2 separate regions of the Mus musculus genome follow, and region 2 is linked to region 1. The links are chromatin contacts, called in public Micro-C maps. All regions are on one chromosome and are shown on one strand. The core of a region is the stretch at or near the end of the contact, and the rest is flanking DNA. Distances in the headings are between cores, read along the strand shown. Region 1 overlaps Msi2 (musashi RNA-binding protein 2). Region 2 has its middle 19 kb from the start of C030037D09Rik.

Region 1 (6,204 bases), core at 2,476-4,975:
GCTTCTGGAATGCCACCCACAGTAAACACACACACACACACACACACACACACATACATGCACACACACATACATATATACAAACACACACATGCACACGCACACATACATATATAAACATACACATACCCCTCATGTTCTCACTTAACGCCCCTCCCTACCTCATCTTCCTCCTCTGTGAGGGCGCAGCTACTCGTGCCTATTCTGTGGAGCTGCCGTGAAGAGTCAGCGAGCTGACAGTGTGAAGTGCCTGCCACAAGTGGACTACAAACTTCTATTCCTATTTTTTATTATTATTGCCCAAGGTAACAGCAACAGAGCTGCGAAATCCCTTTGGTGCTTCCCATTCTAAAATCCTATTAATTTACGTGATTTGGCATTCAAAGGGCTTTCATGGGTAACATGCATAATTTACTGGGGGAGCGAAGAGCCGTTTTTTCTCTCAAGTGTAAGCTTGAACTGTAGTAGGGCCATGTGACAGGGGAACAAAAGGACACTTGGAAGGTTCAGGGAGGGCCCGGCCAGGGTGAGTTCATCAGAGGTGTAAAGATGGACCCTGAGGCTTAGGGCTGAATGAAATCAACTCAACCTTTTCCTATCATCCTCTGCCCTGAGATGCCACTTCCCAAGATCTCTTGCCAACAACTTCCAGGTTCTTGGCAGGGGTGTTGTGTGGTGTGGTGTAGGGAGACACACAGCATGGCAGGGCCCAGGATCCATTCTGGGTCCTTCCGCCAAGTGCAATCTTGTTTGTGCCTCTGTATCCAGCCAGTGAGGACTGGTCTCTCATTTGTCACTGTGTCTCCAGCACCGAGCTCAGGGTTTGTTGACAAGATAGCTGTCTTTAACTCTGTCCAGACTGCAAAATAATGGGTGGGTCCGGCATGGGCAGGGGAAGGGGAGGAAGTGGCGCTTTTTCTGGCTTCTAGCCTTGCCTAAAAGCATGAATGTTCAAAGATGAGACTGTGGGGGTGGAGGGCAGGATGGTGAGGCCTGGAGAGCCCTGAGTAGCTATCACTAAGAGGTAAAGTGATAGGCTGGGCTGCCTCTGCCTTAGGAAGTGAATGTGCCTGCAAGAGGCTTCAAAAGTTCTCTATGGCAAAGTAGGACCAGTATCCCTGCAACCCAAAGTGTCTGCGCTGATATCAAACTGGCAGAGTCTGTTGTCTTTCCCAGCATCTACTCAGATGGTGACCACAAAAACCAATGGAGGCAGGAATGGGCAGGAAGGAACGGAGTCCTGGGCTTTTTTGACTCTATCACTGGTCCCTAGATCTGGGATACCTTTTTAATATCAACTGAGGAAACTTGCCTTCTTTTACTTTTTATTTATGTGTATGTGTGTGCATGCCACCCAAGTGCCAGGTATCTGTGAAGGCCACAAGAAGGCATCACATACCATGGTGCTGGAGTTACAGGCAGCTGTGAGGCACCATGTGGGTGCTGGGAACAGAACTCAGGTCCTTTGCAAGAGCAGCCAGTGTTCTTAACTGCTGAGCTATCTTTCCAGCCCCTACCTGGTGAACTTCTTTTTGTGTTTCAAGGCTTCGTTTGGTTATTACATGCTACGGTCTGAAATTCTCATCTGCTAGGTATTAGGGGGTGGGGCCCTTGGGAAGTGAGTAGGCATGAGGATGGAGCCCCCTTAGTGAGATTAGTGCCTTTATAAAGGAGAATCCAGGGCTGGAGAGATGGCTCAGCTGGTAAGAGCACTGACTGCTCTTCCGAAGGTCCCGAGTTCAAACCCCAGCAACCACATGGTGGCTCACAACCACCTGTAATGAGATCTGACGCCCTCTTCTGGTGTGTCTGAAGACAGTTACAGTGTGCTTATGTATAATAACAAATCAATCTTTGGGCAAGCAGCAACTGAGTGAGTGGGGCCAACCGGAGCAATTAGATGTCCTAAAACTTCAATTCCCAACAACCACATGAAGGCTCTCAACCATCTGTTCGGCTATAGTGTACCTATATACCGATAAATAAATATTAAAAATAAAATAAAAAATAAAAGAGAATCCAGGGCCAGCAAGCCAGCTCTGCAGGACACGGCACTTGCTGAGCTGGCCTAGAAATCTGAGTTTAACCCCTAATGTTCATCTATGGTGGGAGGAGAATTACCTACAACATAAAGCTGTTCGCTGACCTCTACACACTCTGTGGCAGGCATGCTCCACCACATCATGTACAGACATACACATACATAATAAATACTCACCTTAAGAAAACAAGACAGAATCCAAAGAGTTCGATAGTCCCATGCCCCACCCTCACAAAGGGAAGATACAACAAGAAAACAGGCATCTGTGGACCAGGAAGTAGTCCTCACCATCACAGTGAATCTACAGGTAACTTGACCTTGGACTTGCCAGCACCTACTCCTTAGGGAATAGTTAGCCCCAGGTTATGGTGTTGTCACTGTAGCAGGAATAGGCAAGGACTGCCCTTCACAACAGCTCTCCAAGTACCATCAATGGCTCCCACTATGCTCACTGCTCCTGTGCCTGCCACTATTGGAAATGCCCAAGCTGGTCACACACAGGATGCGTCTGTAAGCTCTGAGCTCACTGCCCAGTGTCTCTCTGTGTTCTGAAACTCTCTGGGGCAGGTGCCGGCGGTTACACCATGCTGTTTTTCAGCAACCAGAGAGACAAGACTCAAGGAATCCAGACTAAGCTAGACTCAGGGAAAGAAGTTTCTTTGTGGCTTGGGTGGAAGGAGTAGTGGATACATCTTGGTCTCCTGCACGGGCTGATCCCAGAAGTCATGAAATACCGGATCCGCAGGCCCCATGTGACAGTCTAACCCCCTTTCATACTCTGAGTAATTCTTGTTGTTGTAATTTTGTTTTCTACACTGCAGGCTTTCTCTTGGTTTTACTAATAAAAATCAAAACTGAAGGCCTAGGAAAGGTGATAAGGTTCCCTTATGGCGAAACTCAAAGGGGACTTTAAGGCAGGTATCTGAGAAGGTGTAGGAGAGCTGAGGGCAGCAGGGGGAAGAGATGGAGGTGGTAGGTACCAGTTCTCAGCTCACAGGGAATAAAGTACACACTTGTAGCCTCTTTCACTGTTAACCCTGCCTGCTCCCACAGACCCCTCAGCAAACCTGTGAGGCAGGGTGACCACTGTCTCTATTTAGTAGGTTTCGATAGGTAAGGGACACTGAGGCCCAGTGTCTATGCAAACTAAGAAAGGACCTCACCTCTCAGCTTTCTGCAAAGCCAGCAGCGTGTAGTATGGGGTGTGGGCCTGTGCACACGCCCGTGTGTACGTGTATGTCTGGTGTGACTGTGGGGAGCTGAGCACTCACTTTGTTGCATCCTCTCATTTATGCAGAGCAGCTTCAAGAGGCACAGAAAGCTGATCGCAAGTGAAACCCCCAATTCCTGTCAATTCAGATTGCTCCAATTCATTTCTGCAAATGTTTATTAAGTGCCTATTAGGCAGTGTGCTCCGCTTTCATCTGGGAATAGAGTCAACTCTTGATTTTCCATGCCAGCGAGGATCGCTCAGTGATACTGCACACCCACAGGTCCCCACAAACCTCCCTCCAGTCCTGGCTGGATTTGGGGTGTGCTGTCGACTTTCAAAGTGGCAGATCTGCTTCCTGACTAAGCTTGCCTTTAATATTCAAATGAGAGGATAAATCCCAAGTACACAGAGGGCCAGGTGGCCGTTGGGCTGGCCTCTGGGAGCTGGCTTGTCATTTAAAAGCGCCTCTGTGAAGAGGTAATCTCTAGAGAGGAATGGGGAGGGGGAGGGCAGAGACGGGTTACAGGGTTGATGCACAAGGCAATTCCTTATAAGGCCACACCCCGCTTATATAGCCTTGGCCCCACCCAGGTGAGTGAATCTTCAGCTCCATCAATCAACCTAGGAGTGTAACCTCCCACCCTGACATTTCAGGATCTGCTTCCTATCTGGTGAGAGGCTCACCCCTACTCACAGAGCAAGGAGCCAGGTAGAGCCAGACAGGTCACCACACCGAGTACCACAAAGGTCCCCTGTGTGAATATGTCTGGGATGGGATAAGGTGAGGGTGAGGAAGAACCCTTACAGACAGAAGCAGGATGGAGGCGACAGGAGCTTAGGCTGACACTGAAGGCCTGGGCTTTCTGATTTGTGAGTTCTGAGATTCCACCAGGACAGCGCTGAAATGGCCTCTCTTGGCCCAAGGCTCTGAAGACTTGTCCAGAGAGAATAGAACAGGAGACCAGTGTGGGATTCAGTCCTGAGTGCGGGCCCAGGGCTTCCTTTTCTGAACAGGGACAACCTTGAGAGTCTCTGTCACTATGGTGGGCCCGAAGAAGGGCACAGAAAGGCCACAGGGCTACCCCCTTGAAGCAGCTCAGTACCACTCTAGATAGAACAGGTATTTGGAGAGAGTGTTATCTGCTTTTCTGGAAACTTGGCAAAAGTACTGTTCTCTGGGCAGACCTGGCAGCTGGTGTAAGTCACAGCCCTGTGCCCATAGCCAGGGTTCTTCCCCCAGCCTGCCCATTTGAGGAATACTATCTCCTGGATACTCAAGATGCTTACTCTGCCTCTGTAGGCTGTGACTGGCCACTAACTCGTCCTTGTTCAAAGCCTCAATATCTTCAACCAATGTCACCTAGCAGCAGCTCTGCTGACAAAAGGTTATTTGAGGTCCTCTTCAAATGAACAGGGCCTCTCTGAGCTAAGCTGCCTCACCTCAGACCACCTCCTAATGAGCACTATTCAGCCAGCACCAGGGACTGGCGCTGGACAATAACTAGGAACGAAGAGGGGTTTAGTGGCTGTGAGTCCTGACGAGCCATCCCAAGGGTAACTAAGCCTCAGGTGTTCCAAGGCTGGCACCCTCAAAAGCCAATCGCCATTGGTCACAGTGGCATCAGAGACCCGATCTCTCTCCATTGCTAAAGAGGCAGGGAACACACTGGCAACTTCTAGCCCCAGCTGCTGGAGAAGGGTCTCCCCAGCCTGGGACCTACACAGCCCCTCTCCTTCTTACACACAGTAGCTCAGGAGGGGAGGCATCAAGGCCGGGTTACAGGATGCTGGGTTGGCTCTCCCGACAGCCTGGAACACTGCAGATAAGGTAGTCAGTCAATGAGATTTTGGGCAGTTGGTGCTATGTTAACCTTTACTGTCCTTAGTAGTGCTGGAAGATCCCAAAGAGCCACCTGCCAGCCTGTGACAAGGGAGAGGAATGTAGCTGAGAAGGTAAAACTGAGGCGATGGGGTGCAGACAGGAGGGGACAGCCTTCTGGACTCACTTTTGACGCTTCTATTCTGCCCTTTGCACACCCTAACCCGCTATGGAAGGCCACCTCTATCATCCTCCACTGTAAACCCTCTTCCAACTCTTCTTTGCTTTGGGGCCTTGACTCACTCTGAAACCTGATTCACACTCCCTGCCAGTTCCTCACTCAAAGCCCCGAGGCCTGCCCCGGGGACTCCCTGCTTCCCTGGGGCACTCTGATGCCACTCCTACCACTGATGAGCAGATTCAGGCAGCACCACCGTGAGAACTAAAGATGGGAAGATCACTCTAGAAAGCTTACTTCATTAGCCACTTGGATGCTCAGAATTTCATTCTATGGCTGTTACTGACTTGCACAGCTTATTCACAGACACACATGCATATACCATCCCTCAAGTACAACTCAATTAAAAAGTCACTTTCTTTTTTTTTAGAGCACAAGGTCACCTGGCTAAGAAGTGGCCCTAGAATAAAAGACCCACCCTCCACATCACCATCCAGCAACTTGTCTATTGCCCTTTGACCTACACTGTTCTGGGAGTTTGGAGAGCAAATGGGTGCCCAAGTGTGTGCACTTATGTACAGACCCGCCCCTTATGCAGATGTGAAATGCTGTCTTCCTGTAGAAGGGAGTGATGGCACAGGGAGGGGCAGGGCGCTATCCCACAGCTGTCACAGGCAGATGCTCTGTCTTTGCTCAAGGACAGATCACCTCTATCAAAAGCCCAGGGCGCTCTGCCAGAGTGCCGAGACAGAGGGGAGAGAGCTGGGGCCAGGCAGCAGCCGGGGGGGGGGGGGGGGGGGGGGGGGGGAGTTGGCATGCTTCTACAAACTGCTGTCCCAGGTGCTGGCTATCTAGTGCATTCACCTCCCCCGGAGCGAGAACAGGACACTCTCAGGTTAAGAGACGGCAGCACACAGCATGTCCGTGATAAACAATTTATTTTTCTACCTCAG
Region 2 (6,233 bases), core at 3,183-5,682, 360 kb after region 1:
ATCACAGACTAGACAGACACACGGGCTATGCAGAATCTTAGAATCAGTTGCAAAGATGGACCTTCAGAATGTGGCAAGATGTCTCAGGTAGGGACATCTTGGCCAGAGGGTAGAGATGCACCTGCTGTTGTTTTTGCTCCTCCACCTGCAGGGAAGGATAGCCCTGACTTTACCCAGATATCACTCACTCTGGGAAACCACTGTGCTAGTTGCTGTGGGTGGAGGAGAGGTGAAAGGCGTGCCACTTGCTCCGAAGCTAAAGACCACCACAGGTGGACCAGGTGACAGCAATGATGGCTCCCAGACAGGATGAAGAGGATGGATGACAGGGAACAGGGAACGAGGAGCCCAAAGACATATACACAAGTTATATATACATAGGGAAGGTGGAGAGCCCATGTTAGCGGTGGGAGCAAGGAGGGCCCCTCTCCTATCGCTCCTTCCACATCCCCTCCCCCTTCTCCTCTGATAAGGGGGAGAGGCTCCTCCTGTGTATCAACCCACCCTGGCACATGACTTCACTGCAGGACTAGGCGCATCCTCTCCCACCGAGGCCAGACAAGGCAGTTCAGTTAGAGGAACAGGATCTACAGGCAGGCAACAAAGTCAGGAACAGCACCTGCTTCACCTGCCGCCATTCCAGTTGTTGGGGGACTCACATGAACACCAAACTGCACCTCTGCTACATATGTGTGGAGGTAAGGTGACACACATTTTTAATAACAGTACTTGGGAGACAAAGGCAGACAGATCTCTGTGCATTTGAGGCTAGTCTAGTCTACATAGTGACTTATAGGTCAGCCAGAGCCATAGAGTGAGACTCTGTCTCAAAATAGATAGATAGATAGATAGATAGATAGATAGATAGATAGATAGATAGATAAAACAGCCAGGTGTGGTGGCGCACACCGTTAATCCCAGCAGAGGCAGGCAAATTTCTGAGTTCGAGGCCAGCCTGGTCTCCAAAGTGAATTCCAGGAAAGCCAGGGCTATACAGAGAACCTCCCCAAAAAACCCATAATAATAATAATAATAATAATAATAATAATAATAATAATAATAATAACAATAATAAATAAAACAAAAATAAATCTAAACAAAATAAGACAAAAATAAAATTAAACATATACATTCCTAGTCATCATGATTGTCAGTGAAGGTGCTGTACACAGATGTTCACAGCAACACCAACGCCAAACGCCCAGCTGCCCATCAGGACACGAATGGATAAACAAAGGCATATCTGTAGTCTACGCATACAGTGTAATACCATCCCTGCATAAAGAGATGAAGAAATGATACACGCAGCAATGTAGGTAGCTTGTGGACGTTGTGCTAAGTGAAAAAGCCAGAGAAGGGGAACCGTGCAAGAGTCTACCTGTGGGAGGTACCCAGAGGGGTCGAATTCATAATGACAGACGCTAGAATGGCGGTTGTGGAGAGTTTGGGGAAGAGTGGGTTGGGGCGGGGCAGTTGTTTTTTTAATGGATGCTAAAACCAATTCAGTTTGATATAAAAGGGTGGAAACCAAGCCAGCCTGGGCACCATAGGTGTTGATACCTGCAGCATGCTTAGAACAATGTTGGCACATTATAAAGAACTCAGTAAGATGACATTGGCATTCTAAGGTGCTGATCGTCATTATTCCCCACCATCAAAAGGAAGGACAGTTTATATACTGATGCGACAAAAGTGTGGAGAGACATTAGTAAGTGAGGAGAAAGGGGCAAAATACACAGCAATACAAACAACATGCTGGCGTTAGTTTTAAGAAAAAGGATAGACAAAATAATAATAGTAATAATAATAAATAATAATAATAGTATACTAGGGCTGGAGAGATGACTCAGAGGTTGAGAGCACTGTCTGCTCTTCCAGAGGTCCTGAGTTCAATTCCCAGCAACCACGTGGTGGCTCACAACCATCAATAATGAGATCTGGTGCCCTCTTCTGGCCTGCAGGCATGCATGCAGGCAGAACACTGTATGCATAATAAATAAACAAATAAATCTAAAAAGATACACTATATCTATAGAGACAAATGATAGACTCATGTGGCTACATATGTAACTACATGTATCTGCAAGTGTACCATCCCATGTGCCCATGTACTGACCATCCATGGTCAGATCAGTTTGCTGTGAAGTTCAGGGGACAGAATCTCATTGCACTCTGTGTCAACAGCAACTCAGGAATGCAATACAAATGGTGTCCCTGGGTGTTGCCCAATACAGAAGCTCTGCTGACTTAGCGCATGTAGTTAACATCCTTTTGGAGTATACAGCGAGTGGAATAAAATCAGTTGCCTGTGGGCAAACAAGGTAGGGTGGCTCAGGAGTGGGGAGACCCCACACAGTGAAGCTTCAGTGTCCTCTCAACTTAGAACGATGCAAATGTGTAGTGGAATAAGAAGAGTTGGGAAAGAGGTGGATACACATATTTAAAGCTAATATATAAAAATAGCAGTGTGTGTGGAAGAGTTGGGGAAATACAGACAAGTACTGAAAAGTATGGAAGCAAGAACTACAATTACACACAATGCTTTCTTCATCCTGACCCCAACCCCTGGTCTCTGCTTTGCTCTGTGTGCCTGTCTTGAGTACTTTGAAGGTCTGGAGGGGAGGAGGCACAGGTGTGTCCATGTTTTTGACATGTCTGTATGACATTGTCATCTACAAACTTCATGCTTAAGAGCCATGCAATTGGCTGGGTGGCGGTGGTGCATACTTTTAATCCTGGCATTTGGGAGACACAGGCAGGCAGATAAATCTCTGTGAGTTAGAGGCCAGCCTGATTTACAGAGTGAGTTTCAAGACAGTCAGGGCTGTTACACAGAGAAACACTATCTTGAAAAACAAACAAACAAACAAACAGAACCTTGCAATTGAATTACCCAAAAGAGAAAGAAAAATATCTCTCTCTCTCTCTCTCTCTCTCTCTCTCTTTCTCTCTCTCTCTCTCTCTCTCTCTCACACACACACACACACACACACACACACACCCCAGAACCCCTTATAATGTTTGCCTAAGTTTACAGTTTCATCGCAGGCAATACTCATGACTATTTCCAGCTCATGTTAGCCTCCAGGCTACAGGTTAGAAGTGTTACTAACAAACCTGGCCTGACACTTGCTTTGGTCAATAAAACTTTATTGGAACATATAGCCACACTTATTTGGTTATGTACCTAAGTTTCTAGATCCTACTGCAACAGCACCATTTAGTTGTGATAAAGAACCTGTGGTTCTCAAAACTCAAAGTATTGGGCAGGGTGGGCTGCCTCAGACCTGCTCTCCCAAGCCAAGGCAGAGGGATCACCTTGAGTTCAGAGTGTATGAAACACTATAGGCTGATTAGGATCAGCCTGGCCTACATAGTTCCAGGACAGCTAGGGCTACATAGGGAAACAAGAATATTTGCTATTGCATTGTCTGTGGAGAAAATCTACAGATGCTAATATAGAGAAAAGGATAGATTTTTTTGAGTGAGCATGTCAGGCTTAAGTGTGGGTGTGTCTGGGGTCTCAGCACCATTCCTACACAGTTGTAGAAGCTTGATGGTAATGTATATGAAACCCATCCTGCATCTTTTGTGGCTTCTGTTTATTAATTTTTCAGACAGTGTGAAGACCACAGCTATATTTTGATTACTGCTTTCCTTTCATCTAACATTATAGCACAAGTAATTTTCTCCCTTCCTGAAATTATTCATAAGCATTTGCTTTCTCTTTCCTGTTTAGTTTAACTTTTATTCTGGGTTTTATTAACAACTTGGGAAAGTAGAAAGAATAGCATAATAACACATACCTCTTCCATAAAAACTGGTAACATTCGGTCTTAGGGATTTCATCTACTCTGTTGCTGAAGTAGTTTAACAAAATTGCAGATACTATGACATTTTTATTGTAAATGCATCCATATGTATCCCAAGGGATTTTTTTTCATATAACTTGAAATCAATTTTTTTCTTTTTTCTGTCTATCTTACCTATCGATCATCTATCTATCTATCTCTCTATCTTTCCATCTGTCGGGCAACGTCTCACTGTGTAGCTCTGGCTAGCCTGGAACTAATTGTGTAGATCATGTTGGCCTGAAATTCACATAGCTCCACCTGCGTCTGCCTCCCAGGCAGTGGGAATCAAGGCGTTCACCACCATGCCCAGCCAATAACTCCTTGATAACCACCGACACCCACTCTGTGTACTTGTTTCTCAGTTGTTCCCCTTACTTCTTTCACATGATTTCTTTCAAACCAGGGTCTACTCAGGAGCCAGTCACTGCTTCCGAAGATCTCATGTCCTTTTTAAAGCGACATCAATCTGTCACCCTAGTCCCCAGCCAACCCTCTCCAACCCACTTTCTTTGTGTATATCCTTGACCTGTGAATGAGGCAGGCTAGATGGACAGTCTACTAAGTCGCCGAAGGCACCAGGATACGTAAACCCATTTCCTTGATTCTGGATATTTCAGTGGAGTCCTTAGTACAGACAGGGCCACAAAGGACATCTTTCTTAAACTCTCAATTGGCATGAAAATAAATGTATACAATTCTTTATTACAGTTATTAACCTGCCCCTTCTTCCCTTTCTTGGTTTTTTTTTTGTGGGGTGGGGCGTTCGAGACAGGGTTTCTCTATGTAGCCCTGGAACTCACTCTGTAGACCTCGAACTCAGACTCAGAAATCCGCCTGCCTCTGCCGCCCAAGTGCTGGGATTAAAGGCGTGGGCCACACGCCTGGATTCCTTTTTTCTAATTCACAGACTTTTTTTCTAATCCATGAACTGTGGCGTCACCTGCTGCCTTCCTAGGGTCCCTCTGCTTTTCCAGGAACTCAGTTTTGTCACTAAGTAGGGTGGGGACAGCTCTAGGCAAACTAGCTCTTTTGTAGATAGCATCTCTTTCCACAGCCCAGGCTAGCCTCAAGCCCAGAACAATCCTGCCTCGGCCTGGAGTGCTGAGCCTACAGGTGTGAGCCATCTTGCTTGGCTTCAACCTGTCTTCTTTTATTCAGATAGAGTGAGCCTTGTCATACTGTCTCCTCCAGTCGTCCCGCATCTCCTCACCCTGCCAAAATGCTGCCCACCCGGAAGCACCCCCCCTCCTCCAGTGAACATATTCTGGATGATATCTTTCTGTCCCTGGTCCTTCCTGCTTCTGTGCCACTCTGATGATGTCACCGCTGCTGGGTTGTTGTTGTTAGCTGACCATTGTTCTTCCTGTTAAATCCTGGAGAATGGGAACTAATGATCTCAAGTCTGATGCCCACCGGGCCTTACTGACAGGAGAAGCAAACACGTGAGAAATCAGAGGGTTGTGAGGTCAGAGTTAGCCACCCTTATGAGAAAGCTGGGTGGCCCCAGGCATGTCATTGTCCCTTTATAAGCCCCCATCAAAAAGAAAGCAAGACCTACTAATGCAGACCTGGACTCCTAGCTACTAAGGAGGCTGGGCAGGAGGGTAACAAATTCAAGACTTGCCTAAGCTACAGAGTGAGTTCCTGGCCAGCCTGGGCAAATTATAGAGACCCTTTCTAGTTTAGTGGTGAGTGCTTGCTCACACATAGAGAAAGAATAAGATGACAGCCACTTGTTATTAAAAGGAATGTGTGGCCGGGCGTGCTGGCACATGCCTTTAATCCCAGCACTGGGGAGGCAGAGGCAGGCAGATTTCTGAGTTCAAGGCCAGCCTGGTCTACAAAGTGAGTTCCAGGACAGCCAGGGCTACACAGAGAAACCCTGTCTCAAAAAACCAAAAAAAAAAAAAAAAGGAATGTGTGAATTTGTACTTAGAATGACAGGAAACTGAGAAACAGAGACAGGACACCAGTGTTTGTCACAATAAAACCAATGTTGGTTGAACAACACCCCACAGGACTTGTTCACAAATGATAAGAAACAAAAGGGATACAATCTTTTTTTTTTTTTTTTTTTTTTTTTTGGTTTTTCGAGACAGGGTTTCTCTGTGTAGCCCTGGCTCTCCTGGAACTCACTCTGTAGACCAGGCTGGCCTCCAACTCAGAAATTCACCTGCCTCTGCCTCCCAAATGCTGGGATTAAAAGCATGTACCACCACAGCCCAGCCAAGGGATACAATCTTAATTGAAGTAAAAATAATATCCCAAGATGAGCTAAAGACCATCAAAGTGTAAAAATGGAAGCAAATAGCCTCATAAATAAACTAGGTGACATGAAGAAGTGAGGTATTAAAATGTCCCTATCCTCGGATGCAGGAT

What was found. Hi-C and Micro-C count contacts between places; a contact is called where the count stands out from the background.
Region 2: a Micro-C map of embryonic stem cells shows a contact between it and region 1, with 2.3 times the contacts expected there. The contact joins two enhancer-like sites. A contact is called at or near these places in 1 of 15 datasets of contacts at CTCF or cohesin (large pre-B cells), 1 of 484 Hi-C or Micro-C datasets (embryonic stem cells), 2 of 115 datasets of contacts at active chromatin or transcription factors (embryonic basal ganglia and embryonic midbrain) and 1 of 9 other capture datasets (adipose tissue).

What each region holds. Positions count from the first base shown.
Region 1 is chr11:88,375,391-88,381,594 of GRCm38.p6, forward strand. All of the region lies in intron 10 of Msi2 (musashi RNA-binding protein 2), which reads right to left. Among named protein-coding and RNA genes, the nearest start is that of Mir378b, 26 kb to the left of the region's middle. Within about 2 kb of position 3,726, at least 30 of the 459 cell types and tissues checked have an H3K27ac peak or open chromatin away from gene starts, as enhancers often do. A contact at or near this core is called in embryonic stem cells, where this site is marked.
Region 2 is chr11:88,734,954-88,741,186 of GRCm38.p6, forward strand. No RefSeq gene overlaps it. Among named protein-coding and RNA genes, the nearest start is that of C030037D09Rik, 19 kb to the left of the region's middle. Within about 2 kb of position 4,433, at least 9 of the 459 cell types and tissues checked have an H3K27ac peak or open chromatin away from gene starts, as enhancers often do. A contact at or near this core is called in embryonic stem cells, where this site is marked.